Regions from separate parts of the Cricetulus griseus genome. Here region 2 is linked to region 1. Evidence: chromatin contacts called from public Hi-C data. All regions are on one chromosome and are shown on one strand. Each heading gives the region's core, a stretch centred on a gene start, on an enhancer-like site or on the middle of the called end of the contact. The rest is flanking DNA. Distances are from core to core; before and after follow the strand shown.

The links. Hi-C and Micro-C count contacts between places; a contact is called where the count stands out from the background.
Region 2: a contact with region 1 is called in a Hi-C map of fibroblasts, with 4 times the contacts expected there. The contact joins the enhancer-like site here to the promoter of Snapc3 in region 1. A contact is called at or near these places in 5 of 8 Hi-C or Micro-C datasets (the CHL-YN cell line, the CHO-K1 cell line, fibroblasts and 1 more).

The regions. Positions count from the first base shown.
Region 1 is chr2:64,437,643-64,442,777 of CriGri-PICRH-1.0, reverse strand. Snapc3 (snRNA-activating protein complex subunit 3) reads left to right here and starts at 1,912. Exons shown (of 9, transcript XM_027400197.2): 1 at 1,912-2,245; 2 at 2,881-2,958. The coding sequence starts at 1,944.
Region 2 is chr2:64,560,929-64,566,082 of CriGri-PICRH-1.0, reverse strand. The region is part of intron 1 of Ttc39b (tetratricopeptide repeat protein 39B); the gene reads right to left. Among named protein-coding and RNA genes, the nearest start is that of Ttc39b, 20 kb to the right of the region's middle. Within about 2 kb of position 1,957, at least 2 of the 6 cell types and tissues checked have open chromatin away from gene starts, as enhancers often do. A contact at or near this core is called in the CHO-K1 cell line and fibroblasts, where this site is marked.

The DNA of each region.
Region 1 (5,135 bases), core at 663-3,162:
GAAAAAAATCTTCCAATGACATTTTTCTTGTTTTTTGTTTGTTTGTTTTGAGATTTATGTGTGTGAACCAGGTATGTGCCTGATGCCTTCAAAGGACAAAAGAGGGCATTAGCATCAGAATTCCCTGCAACTGGAATAACAGGGGACTGTGAGCTGAACCAGGGTCTTCTGGAAGAGCAGCCAATTTTTTTTTTTTTTTCAGGGGTGGTGGTTGGTTTCAAGACAGGGTTTCTCTATGTAATAGCATTAGATGTCCTGGAATGAGCTCTGTAGACCAGGCCTCGAAACTCATAGAGATCCACCTAGCTGGGATTAATGAGCTGCACCACCACCGCCTAGGTCGAATCAAGTAGCAAGTATTCTTAACCCCTGAGCCATCTCTCTATCCCCTAGTGTTTTAATTCAACTTGTTTCCTATTATTTTGACTTGGCATTTTTTCTTTTTTTAATGTGTCTGGATGTTTTGCCTGTATGTATCTCTGTGCACTACTTGATTGCCTGGTGCCCAAGGAGGCCAGAAGAGGGCATCAGATGCCCTGGAACTGTAGTTTTAGATGGCTGCCATGTGGGTGCTGGGAACTGAACCAGAGTCCTCTAGAAGAGTACTCAGAGCTCTTTAACTGCTTAGCAATCTCTCCAGTCCCCTCCCCTTTAAGAGACAGGGTATCCCAGGCTTGCTTCAAATTCACTATATACAAGCAGATGACCTTGAACTTCTGATCCTCCTGCCTCTACCTTTCAAGTGACGGGTTACGGGTGTATGCCACACTGAGTTTCAATGAATAAAATGTGTAACATCCATGCACTGCAATTTAGTTCAACCAAAAAAGGAATAAAGTACTGAAACTTCCTACAAAGTGGAAACATTGTGCACTATTACAGAAACCAGTTACAAATGACCATATATATTTATATTAAATACAAAAATAAATTGGGTGTGGTGGGACACACCCTTAATCCTAGGATTCAGAACACATTGGGCAGGCTGATGGCTATAAATTCAAGGCTAGCCTGGTTTACATAGTGAGATCCTATTTCCAAAAGCCTAGATACCAAACCTTCACAGATGCAAAGCCTTTTAAGTTGTTGGCTGAAACTAGAAGGATTGGGAGTCATAGTTAAAAGCAACAGACTTCCTTTTCATGAGTGGTAAACTAATCGTTGCTCAATTGTGAATATTCTAAGTCACCGAAAGAATAGCTTCAATGGATGATCATACAGTATGTGTCACATAAACCAAACAAGCCAGGACTTGTACTGCACACCCTGTTTAGATCCTTGTAACACCTAAAAACATGGCAAAAGCTTCTGGAGTATCTAGACCCACTGAGTTTCAAGCTACTTTCATTTGCTAGCTTGCCGGTTTAGCCCTTTAACAGTCACATACGAGTCTCTCTCCCTGGAAAAGTGGTAAGTTTTAAAAATACACATCATAACTAAGAATGAACCGTGTGGGATGCAAAGCCGACGTTCCATAAACATTATTATGCACGTATACAGAAAGGCACCGGAGGTTCTGATCGAACCTGTCTCAGTGCCCCTGGTCCTAGCCCTTCAGACTCTCTTGCTCTAGGACTGGAGGGCAGCAGCACAACTCACACCACCAGTGGACAAAAGTCCCTCCCCCACGAACCAGGGCTGAGGAAAGTGTGAGCGAGACCCCAGTGAGTCTTTAGGTAACTGTGGGTCCCAGTAACCGGTTAGCTCCACCATGAACACGCCAAGCGGCGCCGCCCTCGGACAAGCGAAGAGAACAATGCACCCAGCCCTGCCCACAGCGACCGAGCCGCGCCCGGGCGGTGGCCGCGGCCTGCCGGGAAATGTAGTTTCTGACGTCTGGCTATCGCAGACGCCCGCCGGCCCGGAGCCGCGCGCAACTACAAATACCGTCACGCCCCGCGACACTCGCTCGCCAGTTTTTGCCGGAAGGGATCGCAGCTGACATGGCGGCGGACCCGCAGGGCGACGGTGCGGGTGGTCCGCAGCATCCAGTCCCTAGTGCGAGCCACGGCAGCTTCCCGGAGTACGAGCTTCCGGAGCTGCACACCCGCGCGTTCCACGTGGGAGCCTTTGGGGAGCTGTGGCGCGGCCGGCTCGGGCCCCGGGATTTGTCGCTGAGCGAGCCGCAGGCAGTCGCGCAGCAGGCGGACGGAGGGGCGTCGGACAACGGCTTGGAGGATGCTGCTGTGGCCCGGGATCTGGGCTGCAGTCTGGAGGCAGCGGCAGAGCTGAGGGTCGTGTGCGGGTGAGTGCGCAGCCTCGGGGCACAGCGTGGGTCCGGCTGGGTGCAACCTCGTCCCTGTGCTCCTCGGGTACTCTTCCGGGCGAGGGCCCGTGATTTAACCTTCATCCCCCCCAAACCCTTTCCGGAAGGCCAGAAGAGATGCTAGGGTCCGAAAGTACAGTTTATGAGGGAGGATCCAGTAACGGGACACGACAGTTGCATAAAAGACTTTTCTGTTCTCTGATCTTTAAGGCGCTTGTTGGAGTAACAGTGGTATATATACCTGTCATTGACATTTGCACAGTGGAAGTACATGAGCTGTGTTAAAACCCCGATTAACTGTAGTCTCTAGTGGTCTTCGTGAATATGTTATCTCTTTGGTTCCCCCCAAAATACCTTCCCTGGTGGTGGAAATATAAAGCTTACTTGTAATGGTCCCCCAATTGACAGTACTGGCTGCCCTCAAATGAACATATTGGCACAAAAACCATTGTCTTCTTCTGGCCTCCATTAAGCCGCCTGCTGGATTTCATAAGACTTCTTAATTATTCAGTGATGTATTCAGGACAAGCTCTGACCCGATGTTGAAAATGCACGGCTGATCATAAAATGTTGCTTTTCCTTTCTCCCTCTCCCGACCTCTCCCTCTTTCTAAGCCTTGATAAACTGAGATGCCTTGAAGAAGGTGAAGACCCAGAAGTCATCCCAGAGAACACTGACCTAGTGACTTTATGGTATGATTTTGTTTTGTTATATGCTTTTTGTTTGTTTTGATGCTGCGGTGAAACAGGAACTTCCCCTAAACTACACTGTTAGCCTTTCTGCTACTTTTTGAATATTCTATTTTGGAAAGTATAGTAGTATTCTCTACACCCCCACTACTTAAATTCAACCATTGAGTTTGATGTCCTGGCTTGAGGCTGTAATTCCAGCACTCAGGAAGCTGAGTCAAGAAGATTAATGCAAGTTAGAGGCCAGCCTCCGTTACATAGTTCAACAATGATTGATTTAAAAAACAAAACAAAACATTTGGACTTCCTTGCTTTAAGTCTGAGAGTGGAGTACAGTTGTGTGTGGTTTTTTTTTTTCCCCATCTGGACTTCAGTTTGTAGCTCCAAAAGTACCATTTTGCATAATCAGGGTGATACTCTTTTTTTTTAATATTTATTTATTTGCTTATTTATTATATACACATTGTTCTGCCTGCATGTTAGAAGAGGGCAAAAAATCTCATTATAGACAGTTGTGAGCCACTATGTAGATGCTGGGAATTGAACTCAGGACCCCTGGAAAAGCAACCAGTGCTCTTAACCTCTGATCTGAGCCATCTCTGAGCCATCTCTTCAGCCCCCAGGGTGATATTCTTACCTCTAGAAAAATTTAAAAACACAAAACCTCTAATATCCAATACATATTCAAATTTGTACTAATTTTTTAATGTATACTTAATCTACTTAGATTTTGGAGTTCAAGCTAAATACTCAGATATTATTTCTTAAATACCCGTTGTAAAGAACCAGTTGTTGTTAGGAATGGTGACATACACCTTTAATCCTAGGCAGGTAGACAAAGGCATCTCTCTGTGAGTTTGAGGCCAGCTTGGTCTACTTCGTGAGTTCTAGGCCATCCAGGGCTATATGATATCTCAAAAAAGGAAACAAGCACCAGCTGTTTTGTTTCTTTTTATATATTTATTTTTGTTTTTCAAGACAGGGTTTCTCTGTGTGGCTTTGGAGCCTAACATGGCTCAAAGGCATTCAACACCACTGCCAGGCTCACACATTAATCTTTTTTTTTTTTTTTTTTGGTTTTTCAAGACAGGGTTTCTCTGTGGCTTTGGAGGCTGTCCTGGAACTAGCTCTTAAAGACCAGGCTGGTCTCAAACTCAAAGACATCCACTTGCCTCTGCCTCCCAAGAGCTGGGATTAAAGGGTGTGCCACCAACACCCGGCTGACACATTAATCTTAATAATCTTGTTAACTGTTAAACTTTCTGGAAAAGCCTAAATCTAGCTCTATGCTTGTCTTTCCCTACAACTTCCTTTCTGCTGTCAATAAACATAAAAATAAAACCAAAAACGTAGGCAGAGTGGTGGCTCACATTTGTAATCCCAATATTTGAGAGACAGAGAAATGAGGATTGCCAGAAAGTCAGGGCCAACTTGGGCCCAGGCTATCTATTTAAAAAAGAAATCTAAGAACTCTTAATTGTAAGTTTCTGCCACTCTGTTTCTTTCTTTTTTGAGACAGGATTTCTCTGTGTAGTTTTGGACCCTGTTGTGGAACTCACTCTGTAGACCAGGCTGACCTTGAACTCAGAGATTCACCTGCTTCTGCCTCCAAGTACTGGGGTTAAAGTCATGTACCACCACTGCCCAGCTAGATTTATTTATTTTTATGCTGTGTTTTGCCTGTATGAGGGTATCAGATCCCCTGGAACTGTAGTAACAGACAGTTGTGAGCTGACATGTAGGTGCTGGGTATTGAATCTGGGTCCTTTGGAAGATCAGCTAGTGCTCTTAACTCCTGAGCCATTTCTCCACGTCCTAGTATTTAAATTTTTAATCACTTAAAACAGATAGGGAGTTGTTAATACTATATAGGCTAATGGTAAAATCTGTTTCCCACACCTCACTTGTGTGGCCAAGAAAGCACTGATTACTGCTCCAACCAACATGTACCATTTAAAGGATAAGAAGAGACTAAGAGTTCTGCAAGATAAAGAGAACCACAAAACTGGAAGACCCATAACTCTCATCCTAAGAGCCAAACCAGGATGGATGTTTTAAAAGTAGATTTTGAGCCAGGCTCACACACCACGATGCATTGTTCAATTCCTGGAACCCATATTGTGAAAGTAAGAGAACCTATTCTTCACAAGTCCTCTTCTGACCACTATACATCCAACATA
Region 2 (5,154 bases), core at 708-3,207, 120 kb before region 1:
AGTATTCTACCACAGCCAACCTTCTTGTTACATAGCTAGCTACTTGTTTTCTCCCATCAGCATGGACTCAAAGATTCCTACTGTTGTCAATGTTCTACAATGTGACCCAGATAACTTATAAATTCTCACAATCTTCCCTCTTGAGCAAAGTCTAATACTCAGTTCTTGCTCGTGGCTGGAGAGATGGCTCAGAGGTTAAGAACACTGCCTGCTCTTCCAGAGGACCTGAGTTCAATTCCCAGCAACCACATGGTGGCTCACAACCATCTATAATGACACCTGGTGCCCTCTTCTGGTGTTGGGCATACATACAGACAGAACACTGAATACACAATAAATAAATCCTAAAAAAGAAAAAAAAAAGAATAGCTCAATTTATTTATATATAAAAAAAGAATTCCTATGTCAGAATTCAATTCTGTGAATCTGAGGTATATCTGAACTTTAGATTATTTTTCCCAGTTGTCTAATGTACATTGAGGTACATAGCCACTGACTCTCATATTTGACACACCAAGGTACATTCTCAATGGACTTTGAGAGTGTGTTTGGTTTGCTGCTGTCTGAAGTTGACTTCATCACAAGCCCTAAATTAATCTCTCAACTCCTCTGGATGCCTGAGCATGGATTAGGTTCCACCTGCTAAAATACACCTGTACACAGTAGGCAGGTGGCACCTATAATTCCAGACTCTGGAGGTGGAGACTGGAGGAAGGTTCCTATTGACAGGACACCCTGGCCATCTAGAGGACCAGGCCCATCTTCCTCCTCTTTCTGGCTTTCCCTGCCACCTAGCAGAGATGAGAACAGGCTGTGTCAACAGCAGTGATCTGGGCATGTACTCTGGCTCACTGCAAATTGCCGTGAAGGCACTCCAGTCAAGGTCTTCGTCTTAAATGCCCAGAGGTTCACCTGTTGAAGGCTCCGTGCTCCCTGACAGTGCTGCTAATATAAAGTGCTACTGGGCTGTGGTGGAGCCTGTAAGAGATGGAGACTTAGCAGGGAAGTCACATCATAGAGAGCATAACCTTGTGGGATACTGCCCCCCAGCTTACTGGTCACCCTGAGATCAGCAGCTCAGCTCCACTAATCTCCCCACTAGAATGTTCTGTCTCTCCTTGAGCAATGGAGCCAGCTGACCCTGGACTAAACCCAAATAAACATTTCCTCCTTTAATAGTTTATTGCAGGGTATCTTGTCACAGTAATGGAAAGCTAACAAACATAGCCCAAAATATCTAAGCCCAGAGCACCAGAGTCTTCCCTAAGAGGGTCATTTCTAGATAGGACTGGGGTGATTCATGAATAGGAGCCTAGATCAGACACTCTTATAGCTTCCAAGTACCTCATTTCCTCCTTTAACTGCCTACAGCACCCGCTGTTTCCTGCAATGAAAATTAAATAGAAGAGACAGATAGCAAAAAGAATATAAACAAACAAGATCCTGAAGATAATGATCACAGCTAAGAGAAAACAAAAGTACTATGCAGAAAGACCCAGCTGATCTGAAGATAGAAACCAAGCAAAGCCTCTGCCTTAGTTAGGGTTATCATCACGGTGATGGAACACCATGACCAAAAGGCAATTAAACTTCTACACTACACTTCCATCACTGAAGGAAGCCAGGACAGGAACTCAAGCAGGGCAGGGACCTGGAGGCAGGAGCTGATGTAGAGGCCAGAGAGGGGTGCTGCTTACTGGCTTACTCCCCAAGGCTTGCTTACTCTGCTTGCTTTCTTATAGAACCCAGGACCACTAGGCCAAGGGTGGCCCTAGCCACAATGAAGTGGGCCTTCAATCACTAATTAGGAAAATGCCCTACAGCCTTGTTTATAGTCCGATCTTATGGAAACATTTCCTCAAGTGAGGCTCTCTCCTCTCTGATGACTCTAGCTTGTGTCATGTTGACATAAAAGTAGGCAGCACAGCCTCTTTAGAAATTTGACCTCTGTGGTGAGGATGGAAAGTTCAGGAATTGGTTACGGCTGAGTCAGCTAGGCCAGGAAGCCCACACAAGAGCAGTATGGTAGGAAATAGCTTGTCACATCCAAGAAACTGAATGGGAGCTGTGGTGTCAAGAGGGAAAGAGGCAGAGGAAGGCAAGAGACAGGTGGAGAGAGAAGACAAAAGCAGGACTATTCTGGTCACAAGAAGCATGGCTTTCTTCTAATTACCATGGACAGTCCCTGAAGTCTGTACACTGGGAAGAAGCATGCAATCAATGTCTGAAAAACATAGGGGAGGCATAGTGGAGAGCAGATCATAGAGGACAAAGAAGAGGCAAAGACACTAGCTGGGGCATCGTCCACACGTAGGGTCATGTAAGACCATGGAATAGGACTGAGGACTGGGCCAAAGTGATAGCAAAGAGGAGCAGAATGCAGCCATGCTACAAACTCCACAGCAGTGGATGATGGCAAAGAACGGGCAAACAGAGGTACAAAGGGAGGATGGAGGCTGATGCCACGCTCCCTATGGGTATGTGGTGCTATTTTAAAGCCATCTGTTGGCTTCAGAAAATAAGAAAAAGATGACAGTCTCCAGGGGCCTCAGTTGAAAACAAGGGCTTTGTGGTTTTCAGCACATGAACAAGGGTTCTTTAAACCTTAAAATGTTCACATCTAACCTACTGTCGTGTGATAAACAGACCCTATTTCTCACATGGACTGGGCTTGTGTACCTTCAAATGGGAGGCTTCTTAATTTTCTCCCCTTTTTGACAACCCCTTTTTGTCCCAGAAATTTTATGTAACACCAGTTATACAGGTATACAAAATAGGAATACAAATCAAACCTTGATTGATAATAAATCATAACAAATCTGTTTAAAGACAACTCTTGAGCATACATCTGATTTCATTATTTATAAAAGATGAGGGGCTGGAGAGACGGTGGTTAAGAACACTTGTTGCTCTTGCAGAGGACCGATGTTTGATTCCTAGTAGCCACATGGTGGCTCACAACCATCTCTAACTCCAGTTCCAGGGGATTTGATACTCTTCTGACCTCTAAAGGCACCGGGCATACAAGATACATAGACAAGACAGTCATACACATAAAGATATTTTAAAAAGCATGAAGATGAAAGCAAAGCTGCATACTGATGAGAAGGATGTGCTTATTTTTCCATAAAGAACTAAATCTTGGCTGAATATTTGATACCGCAGGATACTGAACATCTGCAGCATTTTCAAAGTTGAATATTTTGATTTTATAACAGTCAATGCTAAGAACCACATAAAAATACAGTATAAAACAACAAAAAAATGTGTTTAGGTCATCTCAGAAATATTTGGAAACTCTGTCCTAATTCCAAACCAACTCATTAGACATTTTTTTTTAATGAAACTCAAGCCAGCAACTCAAATAGCAGTTCTTAAACTCAAAAACCCTAGTAAATGCAACCCAAAGCAAACTAACTTCACACTTAGGTTGAAGAACTATGGGGGGGAAAGGCGAAGTCTATTTTCCATGATTCTATCTTGAAGTCACGAGAAATATCCCATGTACACGTGTGACTGATATGAAGTAAGTAAGTGGCTGGAGATATGAAAAGTCAAGCAACACCTAGGGCTAAAGCACAGTCATCTTCATTTCATGAATGTCCCACACCTACCCAAGGAGGCAAGCTGTGAACCCCGCCTCTTTTAGCTCCATAAGTCAGGAAACTGGCTCAATATGCCTTTCCCTTGCTTCCCTGGCTTAAGCTGTGTCCTTCGATAGAACACTGACAAATCAACTCAAGAAAGCAAAGGGCTTATTTTAGCTTAGAGGTTATAGTCCATTACTGAGAGAAGCCAAGGCAAGAACTGAAGTAGAGACCATGGAAGAAAGGCTGCTTACTGGTTTACTCAACCTGCTTTCTTATACAACTCAGAACCCCTGCCCAGGGGTGGCACTGCCCACAGTAGGCTGGGCTCTCCCATCTCAATCATTAATTGAGAAAATGCCCCATAGACATGTATACAGGCCAATCTAGTGGAGACATTTTCTTTGTTTGTTTTGGTTTGATTTTCAAGACAGGGTTTCTCTATGTAACACTGGAGGTACTGGAACTTGCTTTGTAAACTAGGCTCACCTCAAACTCATAGAGATCACCTCTGCCTTGCCCCCTGTCCCCCTGTTCCCCTGTCCCCCTGCCTCTGCCTCTGTCTCTGCCTCCTGATTGCTGGGATTAAAGGCATGTGCCACTACTACCTGGCTTAACCATTATTTGTTTTTGTTTTGTTTGGGGCATTTTTTTAATTGAAGTTTCCTCTTCCCAGATGACCCTAGCTGGTATCAAGGTGACTAAAATTAACCAGCATAAGCCAGTTCTTCAAAAGGACTTTTACTACTGTTTGGATTTAAAAACAAAAATCTTTCCTACATTTTAAAATTACTATCAGCAAATGAACATGCAAAGCCAATACCGTCAATGTGGTTAACTGCAGTACTGGAAACAATATTGCTAACTACAGCCTATCCCACTCTACAAAATCCTTTCCATATGAATGCATTCATAAAAAGCAAGATCGGTAACTAGTTACTAACCAGAAATGCAATCAAGCATGTGACTATGCCAGACACCGACTGATAGAGAAGCACACACAAACCTAAGATGAGAGCATTAGGGTTCCCAGTGGTCTGATGAGAACACCGAGGGACCGGAAGACCTCGGATGCCCTCAGCCAATATTAGAATCCCACCCATATCTACTCAGCTACAAGGCCACCCATATGCCTTGCTTGAAATAGAACAAATCTGAAATCCAGGTGGTTTTGTTTGATTCTCCGACCTCCTTGAGACTAGCTGCTAGGACAGTCCAGTTTTCTAAACAGGCCAGGGCTTACAAAGTGTAAGTGTAGGGCTTCTTCCAAGTGAAATCTGGCTACACAGCAGCTGCCTCAGGGAATAAACTAGAAAATGAGGGGGTCAACGTCATCCTTATCACCTACATCTGTCTTCTTGCAAACAGAACCCATTTCTAATGTCCTGGGCAGCAGTAACTCATTAAGCCCTCAAGCATCCTGGTGACACAGCATTTGTACTGGCCCAATCCAATCCAAATTTACCCCGGATCTCCAGTCTGCTTTGTTCTCTGCACACAGAACAGATGCTCAGTTTCAATATACCTGGGATTTTTAATTTTGCTAGTAATTTTAAGTGTTAAAAAT